Linked DNA regions of Sus scrofa: region 1 is linked to region 2. The links are chromatin contacts, called in public promoter capture Hi-C maps. All regions are on one chromosome and are shown on one strand. The core of a region is the stretch at or near the end of the contact, and the rest is flanking DNA. Distances in the headings are between cores, read along the strand shown.

Region 1 (4,459 bases), core at 1,806-4,305, 400 kb after region 2:
ATCGACCCCTAGCCTGGGAACTTTCATATGCCACAGATTCAGCCCTAAAAAAAAAAAAGAACAAAAACAAAACAAAACAACAACAACAACAAAAAAAAAACAGTCTGGCAAGCAGGAGAACCACTGTCTCTCCAGCTCCTACCCAGAAATACATCATTGAAATATCAATGATACGGACCCTTCTACCTACAGGAGGCTTGCGTTCAACTTTGACATTTTGTAGTTTTCTGAAGGTTCTGGATTAAGAGACCTTGGGATACTTATTTTTTAAAGCTTCTACTTAATGAGATCAGGATACATGTGTAGTTGTTAATGCTCAGAAATCTGATTAAGTTCAAAATGAGGGTGGAACCATAGGAAATCCAGCTCAGCTCTGCCATTTCCATAACATTTTATTTCTTAGGAGTTCCATCTTTGCTGTCTTGTCTGAGATATAAGTTTGTTTTATATATAAGTATGTTTTCCATTTTTTGTCTCACTTTGCTTAAGGTGGTTTTACTTGCTTTACCTTGCATGAGATTGGATACTTTGTGTTAGTGTCAGATTTATCAATCTCTTCAAAATCTAGATTTTTGGCTCATAATTAGAAAGGCCTTCCATGGAGTTTCCATTGTGGTGCAGTTAGTTGGTGATCCGGCTTGTCTCTGTGGTGTTGCCAGCTCGATTCCGGCTTGGCACAGTGGGTTAAAGATCTGGTGTTGGCATAGCTGTGGTGTAGATTGAAGACATGGCTTGGATTGGATCCCTGGCCCAGGAACTTAAATATGCTGAGTGTGCAGCCAAAAAAGAAAGGAAAAAATAAAAAAGAAAAGCCTTCCTATTCTGAAGTTATAAAAGACTTCACCCATGTTTTCCTCTGGTACCTTTATTGTTTCATTTGTAACATTTACAACTTGGATTTATTTGGAATATTTATTGGTGTACAGAGTGAGTAGGAGTCCAATTTAATGTTTTTCTAGATGATTACTCAGTTCTCCCCATACATTTATTGAAAAGTCTGTTCGTCTTTTTCTGTCTTTTGTCTTTTTAGGGCCACACCCATGGCATATGGAGGTTCCCAGGCTGGGGACCAATCAGAGCTGTTGCTGCTGGCCTACGCCAGAGCCACAGCAACGCCAGATCCGAGCCGTGTCTGCGACCTACACCACAGCTCATAGCAATGCCAGATCCTTAACCCACTGAGCAAGGCCAGGGATCCAACCCACAGCCTCATGGTTCCTAGTTGTATTCATTTCTGCTGCGCCAAGACGGGAACTCCTGTTCATCTTTTTCTTACTGATTTGCTCCCTTTATTATATGCTGGACTTCTTCTTGTGATTGTGAAATGGCACAATGCCCTATGGTCCTCCCCCCGCCCCCATGTCCTCTGCCTGCCTTTTGTCTGTAGAATAACTTTAGTCAAAGAATAGGTTTAACCAGAGAAGTGAGAAAACACTCAAAAGGAAAACAAACGAGACCAAATAGTAATAGTTTAGTCATTAAACAAAGTCAAGGGCTTAGTTCCTCCTCAAGGGCTATACATAATATTCTGAGCCATATCCTGTGAGCCAAAACCCGCATCAGGTAGAAGGTCACTGCACGATGACCAGACTGTAGCCTTGACATAAGCCGCCCACAATTCCAATTGGCCTCAAAGAAACGAGGACAAACCAGCCCTGGAACTGAAGACTAACTATTCTTAAACAATCAAGATGATGCTGATCAGACCACCATATGACCAATTTCAAGATGACTGTCAGAGGTGATCATGCTGCTTCTGCCTATGAAAGCTCTTGCCTACTGATTGTCAGTGGAGGGAGTCAGACTTGGTAAAGGAGTAGCCTTCCCTCCCCCATCACCAGCCTCCGAAATAAAGCAAACTTTCCTTTCCACAGATCTTGCCTCTTTATTGGCCTTAGAGTGGTGGAGCAGCCCAACCCTTTCATAACGTTTGCTTCTATTTCCTTTTTTTTTTTTTTTTTTTTTTGTCTTTTTATTTTTTTAAGGGCCTTGCCCACGGGATATGGAAGTTCCCAGGCTAGGCGTTGAATTGGAGCTGCAGCTGCTGGCCAGAGCCACAGCCACAGCCACCACGACTCGGGATCCAAGCCACATCTGTAATCTACACCACAGCTCATGGTAATGCCAGATCATTGACCCACTAAGTGAGGCCAGGGATTGAACCTGCATCCTCATGGATACTAGTTGGGTTCATAACTCACTGAGCCACAATGGGAACTCCCAACATTTGCATCTATTTCTGAACTTTCTATTCTGTATCATTTGTATGTCTATCTCACCTACCAGTACTACACTGTTTAATTATTAAGGCTTTATAATATGTTTAAAATCCTTTAGGACAAGTGCCCCTTCATCTCCCTTCTTTTTCAGTTTGCCCAGGCAGTCTTCAACTCCAAAAATCTACTTATTAAAGATTTGAATTGTTATTTGAATAGCGCTAAATTTACAATTAATATAGGGGAGGTCTCTGGTGGCCCAGTGGTTAGGGACTTGGCTTGTCACTTTTGTGGCCCGGGTTGGATCCCTGGCCTGGGAACTTCCGAATGCTTCAGACTTGGCCAAAAAAAAACAAACAAAGCACAACAAATTAATATGGGGATTACTTTCTGAGACTTAAGCCCTCAGGAGCTATATTTGCTGGTCCCCCTGGAAGGAACTGGACTGTTACAGATCTAGGTTCAAATTTCACCTCTGCTCTTTTATTAGTTGTCCAGCTCAGAAAAGTTATCTGTTTGGTGGCATTCCCCGACGGTTGTGGATGTTCCCAGACCACTGACCAGAGCAACAGCGACAATTCGGGATCCTTAACCTGCTGAGCCACCAGGAAACTCTTCGGGTTTCTTATATATGAGAGGAGGACTGTAACGTCTGCTCTGCAGGATTAAGGGAGGTAAAAAACCTAAAATGCCTTCTGGGTAAATAGAACCCTTTCCTCTCTCCTTTCAGGTCGTCGGCTCACGAACCACCGAACCACCGAGAGGGAAGCCTCCAGGATCCTAGAGCGACCACCAGGTGCCGGGGGGCGGGGTTCCGCGGAAGTCGACCTCTGCAGGCCAGTGCAGGCGTTAAACGGACAGTGAGGTCACGAGATCACAGTTTTCCAGGTAAGTGCTCCCTCGTCTTTTCCCTCGGGTTTGGAGTGAGCGCTGGGGCGAAGAGCCACAGAGGGGGTGACTGCGCGCTGCGGCTCCTTGCCTCATGCCCCTCGATCCGGCGCCCGACCCGTGTCCTCCACCGTCTTCGCCTGCTCCTCCCTTCTCTTTTGCTCCCTTTTTCTTCCCCTTTTCTCCGCCCTCCCCCCTCTTCTGTCCCTTCCTCTGGGCCGTTGCTGTGCTAATATTGCCACCTCCCCAGAGACACCCCCCCCCCGCGCCCCCGAGTTCCCCACCTGCAGCTCAGAGGCTCGGAGGACTCACCGTCTAGCGAGTGACCCCCTTGGCTTTTCCGGCCGGGTCCCGATTTCCCGGCGCGGGAAAGGGAGGGACGGAGAGGGAGATCTTTTCTCTTGTCCCTGGGCCCTTCGCTCTCCTTTGTGTTGTTGTAATCTTGGTAGCTGAGGGACCTTTGGCAACTTTACTTAGATGTTCTTGAAATATTTTCGTTTTGCCTCAAAGAGAAAGTCAGTTTAGCTGAATGTTCTGTTCATGGAAACTCTTCTTTTGGTATCTATATTCCGTTCCGCTTCGCCCCCCATCCTTTTTCTTGAGTTTCAAAGATGAGAGCAAATGTCTTTCGCGTTGATAGCTTTTCTTCGAAATTAAAAATATTAAGGTATCTGATAACAGCTCAGAAAGGTACTTGGTACATAATTGTAGCCTTAAGATATTTTACTCAGGAAAAAAATCATTTATTTTTCTTTGTAGTTTCCTGAAGTTAGTATCAGCAGTTTGGGGCTGGGAGGGGAGTATATTAGGGAAAAGAGGGCGCATTGAGGCAGCTAACCGCAGGAAAGGCTAATTCAAGTGTGAGCAAGCTACAGAACAGAAGGGGTTTGGGTAGGACCAGCTGCTTCCATGGTAACCATGTTCCTGGACTCTAGGCTAGGGTTCATTTGCGTGTGACCTGCGCCCTGAGTGAACCTTTTTCAAACCTGATAGAACAGCATCACTCAGAAATGGTACAATTCCTAAGCCGTGGAGGGTGTAGTGTCCATGACAGTAAACCTGTGCTTGATTTGTGGGGCTTGAAACTGATTTAAGAAAATCAGAGGCTCTACTTGTTTGGGTAAAGAAGTACTGGAAGGAGTTCCCATTGTTGCGCAGCAGCAGCGAATCTGGCTAGTAACCATGAGGTTCTGGGCTTGATCCCTGGCCTGTTAAGGATCAGGCATTGCCGTGAGCTGTGTGTAGGTCACAGACACAGATCAGATCCAGCGTGGCTGTGGCTGTGGCTGTGGCATAGGCTGGTGGATACAGACCCTCCTTCCTACAGGAGGCTTGTGTTAAACTTTGGCGTTTTG
Region 2 (4,448 bases), core at 1,584-4,083:
TTGGAAGCCCCAGGTCCCTATCCTATTTCTTAGCTCAGGATGGCCTATAGGCCTCATCTTACCTTTCTGTCTTTGAACTTTTCATTTATGTGTGGTTCCTGTATGTATGAAATAAAATTCTATTTTTCTCCTGTTAATCGATCTCTTGTCAATTTGATTATTAGACTAGCCAGAAGAACCTTAGTAGAGGAAACTCTCTCTCCCAACAGTAAACAAAAAAATCTAACATGGGAATGTATTGTTTTGTGCTTTCATAGCAGTCTAGAGTCTGCGGAGGTGGAAATCAATGGGAAGAGCAACTTCAGAAATAAAGTTTGAATAATACCTTTGAATTTCAACTATTGTGCCCTGCGTGAACAATCTGGTGTTGCCACAGCTGTGGCATAGGTTGCAATTGTGGCTTGGATTGGATTTCTGGCCCAGGAACTTTCATATGCTGTGAGTCAAGCCATTAGAGAGAGAGAGAGAGAAATTTTTCTTAAATCTTCTAAAATTGAACTTATTATAAAAACAACTTAAAATATAAACTATGGAGTTACAGAAAGTTCTTCAGGATCTAGTTTAAATTAGAGGGAGTTCCTGTTGTGGCTCAGTGGAAATGAATGCGGCTAGGATCCGTGAGGACGGGGGTTTAATTTCTGGCCTTGCTCAGTGGGTATGGGATCTGGTATTGCCTTGAGCTTCGGTGTATGTAGGTCACAGATGTGGCTTGGATCCTGCATTGCTGTGGCTGTGGTGTAGGCTGACAGCTGTAGCTCTGATTGATGCCTCACTTGGGAACTTCCATAGGCCCCAAGTGTGGCCCTAAAAAGCAAAAAAATAAAAATTAAAAAAAATTAAATTAAATTAGAAATGATCTAAATTATCTTGGCAAGATTTTTGGGAAGTTTTTAAATCTCCATTTTTTAAATCCAAGTTTTACTTTTTTTCTAATTATGTATAAAGAAGAACAGCAAGTGCTTTATCCAATGAAATTGGAATAGTCAATTTTTAAAAATTCAGTTATGGTGGAATTATAAACAAACAATGATATATCATATTTGACCATTTTATGTTAAACAAAAAATTTATATTCATTTATCAATTATTTGGCTATAAGTTCTGATTTGATCTATCAAAACCACATCAGTCGGAGTTCCCTTGTGGTGCAATGGGTTAAGGATCCAGGGTTGCCACTGCCAGTTCCATCCCTGCCCAGGAATTTCTGCATGCCAGGACTGTGGTCAAAAGCAAAAAACAAAACAAAACTCAAAATAACCCCCCCCAACCAGTAATTATTAAGGCAGGCATGAGTTTAACAATGTGGTGGTTCTTGTGGGGAATAGAAATAATGCAATAAAGAAAGTGTTAGTAATTGCATCGTCAACATCAATACGAGTAACTACATATTTTATTATAAATTGAAAGAACTTATAGGCCTCCCTTGGAGCTGTACCATTTACTTTACAGTTCTTGATATGAAATATGGTTGTTTAAAATTTAAAAACTCAAAATGCAGCTGGCTTTTAAAGAGGGAAAAAATTGAATAATTAGATTTGGATCTTCCCATATCAAATAATCACAAGTTAGAAAAGGGAAGAAAGGTAATACCTCCTTTTGTGATTGCTTGTGGTCACTTTTATTCCAAGCAGTATTATTTACATGTGATTGCAGTTGAGACATATATAGGAAATTCAAGTATTTCAGAAAACTCAAAACTTATTCCAGTGGACTAGGAATGCTATAGAAACTCGTTCTCATCAAAATTTTTCATAAGGAAAAGTACACATTGACTGATGTGGAGAATTGAAGGCCCTCTCTAGCTAGGGTGACTTGGTGATTGGAGGGAAGGGTGAGAGTGATGATGGGAGAAGGAAGTAAAAAAATTGACATCATAGGACTAAGAACCTGATATGGCAATTTACAATACCCACTTTTCATATTTGTTAAGGCAACCACTTCCAAATGTAGTTTCCATAGTGTCTTTACTTCATCATTTACGTTAAGTTCACTATGAAATGTATTCTCTACCTGAAGCTATTTAAACAAAGAATTTACCTGCCTGGATTACTACTGTATTGCCATTTAGTAAAGTGAGTGGTGCAAAGATTCTACCGATTTAGGAGAATGAGGCTAAGATCACAGGGTGCTAGTTTTTGTCTCAGGACTTTGACTCTGTAGGGGAACTACAGAGATGCGTGAATCTTGCTCTCCTCTAAATTTAATTGAGATTACTGAGGAAAACAGTTTCATGTTTAGGAAAGCAACTAACGTACTAGGGAAAGTCCCTGGCCAAACTTTGCTACCTGAAAAACAGTGCGACTTCAAAAGCACAGCTCCTTTTGTTGCTAAAGTAGGTGGCTCTGAAAAGAGCCTTTGGTTTGGGAAGGTCTGAGTTACAAAGGACACCAAACCTCTACTTGCCCTTAGGCTTGTGGTGGCTCTCAGTTTTCTTGGGCAGTAGTACCGCCTGGATGTTGGGCAGGACGCCGCCCTGAGCGATGGTGACTTTGCCCAGCAACTTGTTGAGCTCCTCGTCGTTGCGGATGGCCAGCTGCAAGTGCCGCGGAATAATGCGCGTCTTCTTGTTGTCGCGGGCCGCGTTGCCCGCCAGCTCCAGGATCTCAGCTGTCAAGTACTCCAGCACAGCAGCCAAATACACTGGCGCGCCGGCGCCAACCCGCTCGGAATAATTTCCTTTGCGGAGCAGACGGTGAACTCTTCCCACTGGGAACTGAAGTCCGGCTCGGGAAGAGCGCGTTTTAGCCTTGGCGCGAGTTTTACCACCTTGCTTACCCCGTCCAGACATGATCAATGAAATAAACACAACCGGTACAATAAGTTGTGGAGCTATACAGTAAGTGCTACCATTTATAGTCTTTACAGGGCGCGAAAATGAAAGTGTGCCATTGGCCAAAGCCGCAGTTTTTCTTAACCCAATGAAATCCTAGCTTTGAAATACACTTATTTTGATTGGTCAAAACTATCAAGTGACGTGTCCACGATTCACCACCAATCATGACTTTGCTCGCTGCCTCCTTTGTATAAGAAGCTGAGAACGGAGCAGACGGTCTCATTCTCTTTCCTTTTACCTTTGGGTTGTTCGCAGATTGATTCCTGACTATGCCTGAGCCCTCCAAGTCCGCTCCGGCCCCAAAGAAGGGCTCCAAGAAGGCGGTGACCAAGGCGCAGAAGAAGGATGGCAAGAAGCGTAAACGCAGCCGCAAGGAGAGCTACTCGGTGTACGTGTACAAGGTGCTGAAGCAGGTCCACCCCGACACCGGCATCTCGTCCAAGGCCATGGGCATCATGAACTCCTTCGTCAACGACATCTTTGAGCGCATTGCCGGCGAGGCCTCGCGGCTGGCGCATTACAACAAGCGCTCGACCATCACGTCCCGGGAGATCCAGACGGCCGTGCGCTGCTGCTGCCCGGGGAGCTGGCCAAGCACGCCGTGTCCGAGGGCACCAAGGCTGTCACCAAGTACACCAGCTCCAAGTGAGCCAGCCTGCAGCGGAGCGACTGGTAAGGCTCGTCCCACATCACAAAGGCTCTTTTCAGAGCCACTCAGTCTTCTAAAGAGACCTGGCACTCACTTTATACAGAGGTTTTTTTTATTTGCTGCAAAGAAGCAATTTCCGCTTTTTTTTTTTGATCTTGTTAGAAGTTACTTCCACTAAGATGTAGGTGGCGCTGCAGCAACGCTCAATATTGTGTTAAATGTTTATGTCGAGAAGGATCAGGTGCATGATAGACAAGTGTAGTAAAGGAAACAAAATAGTTTTTTGTTTGCTTTTTAGGGCCGCATCCTCGTGGTGTGTGGAGCTTCCCAGACTAGGGGTTGAATCAGTTGTAGCCGCTCGCCTACGCCACAGCAACGCAGGATCCTTAACCCACTGAGCGAGGCCAGGGATCGAGCCGTAACGTCATGGTTCCTAGTCGAATTCGTTTTAGCTGTGCCGCGATGGGAATTTCCAAAATACCGTTTCCTAAAACAAAACCCTCTCGCCTTTTAAAATATCACCCTGGCAAAAGCTTTCGTGAACAATCCCTTGAGAGCTCCATCTTTAATTTGAACTTAAACGTACCTGACTAAAGCGCTTGGCACACAGCAGAAAGGTACAATCATTTTTGTTTGTTTGTTTTTTTCCCCATATTTTTCTTTGGCGAGAGATGCCGGCTCTTTTCCATGAGTTTGGATTTGCCGAATAGCAAGTTGGAAAGGTAGTAAAGAAAGAAATGGAAGTGAGAACCCAGTTCAGATCTTCGCACGCATCTATCAAGTTCCACCTTGGATTGGTAGCCAATCCAGATGCTGCGCTCGCAATTTGAAGCTTACAACGGTTTCCCTTTGTGAATTAAGCCTAACTGGGAGAATTCAGGGCCCTCCCTGCGGCTTTGTGGAAAGAACTCATCATTTTCTCCACACCCTAATTTCTCTGAGTGAAATTTCTCTGTAAGGGAGGGA

Evidence for each region. Promoter capture Hi-C pulls out the DNA fragments that hold promoters and counts their contacts.
Region 1: a promoter capture Hi-C map of liver shows a contact between it and region 2, with 4 times the contacts expected there. The contact joins the promoter of ZNF389 here to the promoter of LOC100154508 in region 2. A contact is called at or near these places in 1 of 5 promoter capture datasets (liver) and 2 of 47 Hi-C or Micro-C datasets (embryonic fibroblasts and heart right ventricle).

The regions. Positions count from the first base shown.
Region 1 is chr7:22,004,329-22,008,787 of Sscrofa11.1, forward strand. ZNF389 (zinc finger protein 389) reads left to right here and starts at 3,056. Exons shown (of 2, transcript NM_001145130.1): 1 at 3,056-3,104.
Region 2 is chr7:21,603,734-21,608,181 of Sscrofa11.1, forward strand. LOC100154508 (histone H2A type 1-F-like) reads right to left here and starts at 2,834. Exons shown (of 1, transcript XM_013977504.2): 1 at 2,325-2,834. The coding sequence starts at 2,788. The coding sequence ends at 2,396. LOC100525821 reads right to left here. Exons shown (of 4, transcript XM_021099852.1): 3 at 3,522-3,533. LOC100621915 (histone H2B type 1-N) reads left to right here and starts at 3,021. Exons shown (of 2, transcript XM_013977505.2): 1 at 3,021-3,505. The coding sequence starts at 3,103.